Linked DNA regions of Mus musculus: all the other regions are linked to region 1. A link is a contact called in public HiChIP or PLAC-seq data. All regions are on one chromosome and are shown on one strand. Each heading gives the region's core, a stretch centred on a gene start, on an enhancer-like site or on the middle of the called end of the contact. The rest is flanking DNA. Distances are from core to core; before and after follow the strand shown. Region 1 overlaps Rapgef6 (Rap guanine nucleotide exchange factor (GEF) 6). Region 2 overlaps P4ha2 (procollagen-proline, 2-oxoglutarate 4-dioxygenase (proline 4-hydroxylase), alpha II polypeptide). Region 3 overlaps Tnip1 (TNFAIP3 interacting protein 1).

Evidence for each region. HiChIP or PLAC-seq counts read pairs in DNA pulled down with a chosen protein or histone mark.
Region 2: an H3K4me3 HiChIP or PLAC-seq map of bone marrow-derived macrophages shows a contact between it and region 1, with 7 times the contacts expected there. The contact joins two enhancer-like sites.
Region 3: an H3K4me3 HiChIP or PLAC-seq map of bone marrow-derived macrophages shows a contact between it and region 1, with 5 times the contacts expected there. The contact joins two enhancer-like sites. A contact is called at or near these places in 1 of 39 promoter capture datasets (the C10 cell line), 4 of 115 datasets of contacts at active chromatin or transcription factors (the 230-238 cell line, bone marrow-derived macrophages, memory CD8 T cells and 1 more) and 1 of 9 other capture datasets (liver).

The regions. Positions count from the first base shown.
Region 1 is chr11:54,561,629-54,564,361 of GRCm38.p6, forward strand. All of the region lies in intron 5 of Rapgef6 (Rap guanine nucleotide exchange factor (GEF) 6), which reads left to right. Among named protein-coding and RNA genes, the nearest start is that of Rapgef6, 40 kb to the left of the region's middle. Within about 2 kb of position 1,328, at least 7 of the 459 cell types and tissues checked have an H3K27ac peak or open chromatin away from gene starts, as enhancers often do. A contact at or near this core is called in bone marrow-derived macrophages, where this site is marked.
Region 2 is chr11:54,111,743-54,114,475 of GRCm38.p6, forward strand. P4ha2 (procollagen-proline, 2-oxoglutarate 4-dioxygenase (proline 4-hydroxylase), alpha II polypeptide) reads left to right here. Exons shown (of 16, transcript NM_001136076.2): 6 at 2,395-2,532. Among named protein-coding and RNA genes, the nearest start is that of P4ha2, 12 kb to the left of the region's middle. Within about 2 kb of position 1,364, at least 172 of the 459 cell types and tissues checked have an H3K27ac peak or open chromatin away from gene starts, as enhancers often do. A contact at or near this core is called in bone marrow-derived macrophages, where this site is marked.
Region 3 is chr11:54,951,494-54,954,226 of GRCm38.p6, forward strand. The region is part of intron 2 of Tnip1 (TNFAIP3 interacting protein 1); the gene reads right to left. Among named protein-coding and RNA genes, the nearest start is that of Tnip1, 10 kb to the right of the region's middle. Within about 2 kb of position 1,373, at least 47 of the 459 cell types and tissues checked have an H3K27ac peak or open chromatin away from gene starts, as enhancers often do. A contact at or near this core is called in bone marrow-derived macrophages, where this site is marked.

The DNA of each region.
Region 1 (2,733 bases), core at 78-2,577:
GTTCCACCAGAAAATTAAAAAGTAGGCTCGGGGGAATGCGGAGAGGAAATATGTGTATCTCTGTCTGTGTGTCAACGAAGTGGGGAGGCCTCTTTAAAGGGACATAATTTTTTTCCAGTGTTTTTTCCTTTGCCAGTAATGGAGTCAGTAAACTTCAGATGAGCTGAGGGGAAGAGCTAGAGAAAATAAAGGCACATAGGAAATCGGCCCAAGTAAAAATAGTTTGTTTCCAATACTTGTACTCTTTAATAATTTGAGATAATATTTCATTTAGACTTGTGTTTAATGAATATATTTTTATTTTCCATAAGAGCCTAGATAGTTGTTAGAACTCTAGAAAATTTGGCTTTTAAAAAGAGTTATATTTATATGTATGTATATTATGTATGATTGTTTTTCCTGCATGTGTGTAAGTGAACTACATGTGTGCAGTGTCCACAGAGGTCTAAAGAGGGTATTGGCTGCCCTAGAACTGTAGGTGGTCAAACTGCAGTGGATAACAATGTGCTTTAATACTTAGTGCACATGCAAGAGGTATATAGCATGTTTATGTATCAGGAAAAGTCAGGAAGTCATTTTAGGCTACAGTCATCTTACATTTGCTGTTTGAAACGTGGAGCTGTTATCTCTTTTTTGTAAAGGGAGTTTGTTTGTGATGTTGTTGTTGTTTTAGAAAATGTTTAAAAACCAAGCTAAGCTCTGGCTACTGGTTGTGCTTAAGTTCCTTGAGATCCCCTCAGTGAAATGCATGCCAGCATGTTTAAAGCCCAGAGTTTATTCTGGCATTTTACCATGTCCTTTTTATTTACTAAGACTTAGAAATCGTTAGCTTACATTTTCATGTACCTATTAATTTATCACCAGGTTGTTTAAGTATTTGACTGGTGGGAGGGTTCATCAGGTAAAGGTCCTTGCCACCGAGTCTGACAGCCTGCTCTCCAGAAATTGTTCCCTGACCTCCACCATTGGTGTGGAGTGTGTGGGTGGGGAGTAAATAATGTAAGAAGATGTTAATAAAAAGTGTTTAAGGATTGTTAATTTTTGGCTGGGTGGTGGTGGCGGCCCACTTAATCCCAGCACTCAGGAGGCAGAGGCAGGCGGATTTCTGAGTTCGAGGCCAGCCTGATCTACAAAGTGAGTTCCAGGACAGCCAGGGCTATACAGAGAAACCCTGTCTCGAAAAACAACAACAGCAACAAAAAACAAAAACAACAACAACAAAAAAAGAATTGTTAATTTTTAAACGAGTAAACTTAATGTGCAACTAGTTACAAGCCAGACGTCATGATTCTCGCTTTAATTCAAGCACTTGGCCAGGAGGTGGCAGGATGAACATGATTTCAAAACCATATGATGAGTCAGGCGGCATGGGTTACTTAAGACTTTGTCTCAAAGAGAAAAAAAGAAGAGGAAGAGAGAAAAAGAAGAAAGAGGACTAGGGTGAGGAGACATATATTACTAGCCAGAATACTAACTAACATACATACATACATACATACATACATACATACATACATACATACATGCATACAGAAAATTACTGCCTAGAATTTTAATGTGCACATTTAATGTATTAAATATGCCTTTAAAAAATATTTAACAATGAATTTCCCTTTATACCTCTTTATCATCTTTTTCCCCTTTAAGAAACAAAGTATTTTCATTAGCTGGCAACAATGTAAAGGAAACATTTAAGAGAATTTAAAATAACCCAGGACCCAGATCAAAAACACTCCCATTGGCGAAACCTAGGGACATTTGGGAATTCAAATAAAAATTTATAGTGGTGATGGTGCCTTCATATATCATACAAGTAGTTAAAATCTTGATGATCTGAAGAAATGAAGAAGGATGATGAGCTAGCACTCCTTGATGGTAGAATGCCAACTAACAAATGGTAAGGAAACACTTGGCTTACAATTGGTAAAACTAGGGAGGCTAATGTTCAGTTAGGCAACAGAATACTTAGGACATCACAGAGGATGTTCCTAGCAATTATTTATAAAGGGGACATTACTAAATTTCTGATGTTAAAATATGGCAGATTTTCATCAGAATAGTAATTACTGCTACTGCTATTTTATATATACACACAAACTAATGGGATATTACTCCTGTTGTGACAACACTGAGAAGAAGAAAGGTCATGACTAGAATGTATTCTTGTTCAGCATTCATACTTAAACAAAAGTCACAAATTATCAGACAAATTAGAGAATGTTCTACAAATTGATGAGATCTCAATGACAGGAGATAGAACAGTCATGGAACCATTCTAAAAGACATAAATATAGCATCTAATGAACATAATGGTTGTTTTTCTTTTGACTACTGGACAGTGGAGAATTGTAAATCCTGTTAGCAACATGGCATACAGGTAAGATACTATTGAAACCTTGATTTTGATAACTGTTTTGCTAATATGAGAAAGTTCAAGGGATAAGAAAATGCATGTTGATAAATTTCATGAGAAATAGACAATGTCCCTCCAGTTACTTTTTAGAACTGTTTTTGCTGATTCATCTGTGTTTATAATGCTTTATTAATTATAGTAGAAAATAATCCAATATTTCAGAATGTATTAAAATGTTGAGAATTCATTGAAATATTTGATCTCTAGTAACTTCAAGGATGATTGGAACTACCTACAACCAGACACCTTTTTCTTCATTGGATGTGTTAGCTTAGTTGGTATCTTTCAAAGCAAAGATCACTTTGTTGCCATGGTTGTAA
Region 2 (2,733 bases), core at 114-2,613, 450 kb before region 1:
ACGATGTTTAATCCAATAACTCCATGATAAGCACCATTAAAACTATAATCTCGGGGAATGGAGAGATTGCACAGTGGTTAAGAGAGCTGGTTGCTCTTGCCGAGGATCCAGATTTGGCTCCCAGAACCTATATGTTGGCTCACAACCATCTGTATTTACAGTTCCCGGTAATATGACCTCTTCCTCTCACCCCTGGTGCAGACACACATGCAGGCAGAACTCTCATTCATACACAAAAAATAAACCTTTAAAATCATTTTTAAAAACTCTAACCTTGGGCTGGTGAGGTGGCCCAGTGGGTGAAGCCCTTATCATCCAAGTGTGAGAACTGAAGTTTGCATACCCACAAGCCATGTAGAGCCAGGCGAGTGCGTCTGGCATCATCCCAGCTCCAGGCAAGTGAGTCTGGCATCATCCCAGCCCTCAGGAGGCAGAGATGAGATTTCCCAGGCAAGCTGGCTAGCTAGACTCGCTGACCCATGAGCTCTGGGATCATGTGGGCGCTCCTGCCTCAGTAAATAAATAGAGGGTGATTGACGAAGACAAGTGACTTCAAATTTGAGCTTCCATATACATTCGCATGCATCCGTATGCACCCATCCACAAGAAAACACACGTACGCATACACGTTTATAAACGTTCATACACACCAAAAGAATCCGCTTATGTGTACAAACATGTTATTAAAAACTGGAGCTATGCATGGCCTAAAGGATTAAAACTCACTTGCTTTAAAGGATGAATGAATTAAAAATAAGCCAAGTGGGCGGAGGCAAGCTGGGTAACAGAGGCTTCATCTGAATATGTCCTACATGTGTCTCTTACGCACAACGCATGTCTGTGTGGAATTGACACAAACGTGCGCTCAGTCCTGCGTTTCCCAGGTTCTGTAGATGCAGCTTAAGTGTGCCTGTGCCGTGACTGTAATGACGGTATGGTCATCTCGTAGTGCACCTGGAGTTGTTTCCAATTTTTCAGCCCTCTTTTACATGCATTTTGGGTCTGCCTCTGATTATTTTTCTAAGCTAAATGACCTAGAAATGGTATTTACAGGGCAGAGCATAGATTTGTTTTTCTGGGGTAGTACCTTCTGCGAGTGAACACGTTCCTGTTACCCAGAGGAGAGGATATCGGTAATGGAAGGGTGGGCTGGAGGTGGGCCACGGGCTTCCCAGCCTCAGGCTGGGCCGGGCCTCTTCACTTCGCTGAGTGCTGATTAACTTCAGACTAGCTGTCTCTCTGGCTGAGACTGGTTACAGCCACGTGACCCGCCTGGGTTGGGGTTGGCTGGGGGCTGGGTAGTCTCTGGGGAGGGATTGGTGAGCTCAGAGCGGCTGGAGCTGTGCCTGTGAGCTCACAGCCTCCAGAAGCCACTGCCTTTCCCAGACCCCACCCCCCTTCACCCTCCCTTCCTGGGCTGGGCCTGCTGCACAGAACAGCTCAGAACAGGCTGTTCTGCCTGCTTTCTGGAGAGGTAGGCAAGGAAGCCCGCACAGATGCAGACAATAGATCTCCACGCTCCGACGTCTGATCTTGTCGTCCCCACTCCCTCCATTGCCATGTGGAAATGCTGTGATTACCTGGAAGGTGATTACACGTCCCGAGAGCAATCGCTTATTTTCATCTCTGATGTTGGCTGCTTGCCCCTGAGATAAGGGGGAACCCTGACAGTACCGTGTGGCTATTTCTAGGGGGTTTTCTTTTTTCCTGTATACTAAAGTCTTCCAAGTTTCTGACCACATATCTGTGAAGGAGACGATGTAGCAGCTCTTTGACACCCTGGCTTGGTGTGATGAGAGGGGATAGCAGGGGATGCTGCTACTCTTGGAAAGGGGCCAGGGATAGAATGTGTTGGAGCGCCCCTCCCAGTCCCCAGTTCTTAGGCAAATTCAAAGGCCTGAATCATTAGTATAGCAAGGCCTGGCTTCTACTTAGAGCCCTAAAATAACAGGAGCTGTGTCTCTGGCTTGGGACCAGGGCTTAGGGCCCTGGAAAAAGCCACCTGGGGCCGCTTCAGGGGTCAAATCTGTCTAGGCTCTGGGCTGTGGCCTTGGGTATTAGGAAGCTCATACCCTGCCTACTGAACTCTTATGTGCTAAGTTGTGTGCAGGGCTTTTTGGTTCCAAATGAACAGCACAGGGAGGGCTAAGAAAGTTCTGTAGAGGAGCCCCCAGATAGGACTTCACAAGGAAGGGGAGTGAGTTATTATTGTTGTTTCGACTATTATTTTGGTGTCGCACCCCGAATGTGTGCCAGACAGGTGTTTCATCACTGAGCCCCCAGCCTGCTGACAGCCTTTGAGGGAAGGCACAGGGAAATCTCATTAGCCAGAAACCTAGGTAGTGACTGTCCGCTGGGTCAAGAGTGACCTGTGTTCTCACTGTCATTTGGAAGGTTTTGTCGCTAACCTCTCAGTTCAGCGGCAATTCTTCCCCACTGATGAGGACGAGTCTGGAGCTGCCAGAGCCCTGATGAGACTTCAGGACACGTACAAACTGGATCCGGACACGATTTCCAGAGGGGAACTTCCAGGTAACACACCTCCATTTGCTTCTGTCTCCCCGCTGTCTGGACAGGTCAGACTGCTTAGATGCGACTCACTGTTGCTGTTGGTGCTGATCTTTTGGGTTTCCATTCGGTGCCAGTCTCCCATGCGTCAACCCCTACCCCAATGTCTTGATTCAGATATTAGCCAGGAACTCCCCCCAGTGTAGTAGAGAATTGAGGTCGTAG
Region 3 (2,733 bases), core at 123-2,622, 390 kb after region 1:
ACCATCTTCTTAGTGCTGGGATCATAGGTGTTCCCCAACACACCTGACTTAGGTGATACTGGGACTAGAACCCAAGTTCACTCATGGTAGGTAAGCACTCCACTAACTGAGCCATACCCTCCACCCAACATCTGGGACAGAGCAAAGGACCAACACAGAGAGGGCTTGGCACAGAACGCAGGCCAGGAAAGGGTTTGAGGTGAGTTATCCAGAGGCCTGGGAAGTGGGGTTACTTGCCGCCTGGGGCTAAGACTCTAACAGCCTCAGCCATAGCCTCAGCCAGTATGCAGACAGATCTCCCACAATGCTGAGGGGTGACACTGCCATCCCTTAGAGCTGCGTGCAGAACCTACCTGGTCTGCACTAGGAGCTGTCAGTCACAGGGGAGTAGGAGACAGTTCTAGCCTCACAGTTAGCACTGAGACCCACCAGCTCGGCTGCAGCCCAGCCATCTGAGTGTCCAGACAGACATTCCCATGCCTGGGATCTTTGGGGGGTCTTGCCCAGCCCAGTTAACAGCTCCCCAACTAAGCACAACCTTACACACTATCTGCTATGTCCATCCAGCCCCCTAAAAGGCCCAGGCCCTACTCTGTACCTTCCATCTTTCCAGGGCCCCCATCACTTACTTCTGGAAATCCCTCGTTATCAATCAGGTGCTCCTGAAAGACTTTATACCCAAGCCACATCCACGGTGGCTAGCCTGTCCCCTGGCTCCTGATGCTGTCACAAAGAGCTCCCAGCCAGGAGGAGCCCTGGAAGGCAAAAACAAGCTCTGGCATACAGATACAGCCTGACCACCACCCAGCTGAAGGCAGCTGAAACACTTCCTCCTGCGATCCATCCTAGAACTCACGGTTGGAGATCAGGCGGGCCTTGAAGTCAGAGAGATCTGCCTTCCTCTGTCTCCTGAGGGCAGGGAGTAAATGTCTGCATCACCATACTTGGCTCACAAATAAATCTACTTTAGATCATGATAAATGAATGAACAAAGTAGTAACATGACAGAAAGTGAGAGGGCTGTGTGTTTTGCATAGGAAGAGCAGGGAAGGCCCCCTCTCAGGAGGTGACATTTGAGCTGAGACTTGACAGATAAGGAAAAAGCAGCCATGGGAAGGGCTAGAAACTGGTCAGGGCATTTGGGATGGCAGGCATAAGGGCTCAGTGTGAGAACAGGCTGAGAACACACACGGCTGGGAAAAAGCAGGTAGCAGGGCCTGCCAAATCACAGTGGGCACAGAAGGGAGCCAGCACCCAGGGGAGGGAGGCATACAAATAACCTTTCAGAGCACCACCATACTCAAACCAGGTCCGTCTGACCCAGCCGGGACATCCGGGCCAGAGACACAGTACTGGGGGTGAAGGAATGAGTCAGACCCATGGCTTCCTGGGGCCCCAAGGGAGCTGCTACGGGCATCCAGGGACAGGCACCCACACCCACAGGTCACCCACGTGGAGGGGACAACATGACCAGATATATAAAAATACTGAATGCTCCCATCTGTTGCTCCCAGAGGGTAAAGATTAAATGTGTCCACAGAGGACTAATACCTAACTAATTTCCCAGGACACAGTCATGACGACAGTCTAAGCCAGCAGCAGAACATAGCCCTTGGGACTAGGGGTGTACTTTACTTGGTACAGGGCTTGCCTAGCATAAATGAAGCTCTGGGTTCAACCCCACAGTACCCTATAAACCAGGCATAGTGGTGCATGCCTCTAATGCCAGCACTCAAACTGATGCAGGAGGATCAGAAGTTTTGAAGGCCAGCCTGGGCTATAAAGAACCCTATTACAAAATAAAACAAAATAACAATTTAGAACTGGCCAGATAGCTCAGAGAGTAGAGGTGTTTGTCACAGCAACCTGAGTTCAAGTCCAGAAACCAGTATGATAGAAGGAAAAAGACAACTGGTGAAAGTTGTCCTCTGACTTCCACTTGGGTATGGATACCCAGGCACACACTCACCTCCAAGTACAAATGAATACATGTAAAATTGAAATCGGACAGAGGGTCCAGCTAAAATATGAGACACTATCAGGTCAGAAAGAATAAATGACATCAGGCATGGTGGAACACCCCTGTAGTGCCAGTAGGCACAGAGAGCTGCAGGGTTAAGGTCAGCCTGGACTAAGAAACTCTCTCTCAAAATAAATAAATAAATAAATAAATAAATACGCAAAAGAGTAAATAATTTCTGAATGTAAAAACTACACATTTAAAAAACTTTTCAGGCCAGGCAGTGGTGGCGCACACCTTTAATCCCAGCACTTGGAAGGGAGACAGAGGCAGGTGGATTTCTGAGTTCCAGGCCAGCCTGGTTTACAAAGTGAGTTTCAGGACAGTCAGGGCTACACAGAGAAACCCTGTCTCAAAAAACCAAACAAACAAACAAAATTTATGGTTAGGAGTCACCACAACATGAAGACCAGCATTAAAGGTCAGAAGCCAACTTCTCAGTGTAAGGTTACTAGAATTACCATTATGCGTTAGTTTTACAGGCCATTTACTAGATACAAAGGAACGCTGAGCCTGCTTAGCTAGTGTGAATATTCCACTCTCCCAACACAATGTCCTCCCTCAAGGACCAAAAAACAATTCTGTGAGTCCTCCGACAGTCCACTCACAAGTGTGAATTCCCCTCTACCACACCCCTCATTGTTGGCACTGTGAGTAAGAGCTGATCAAATCCCACTCTGACTGACTGTGAAATCAAAATGAGGCATCGGGAA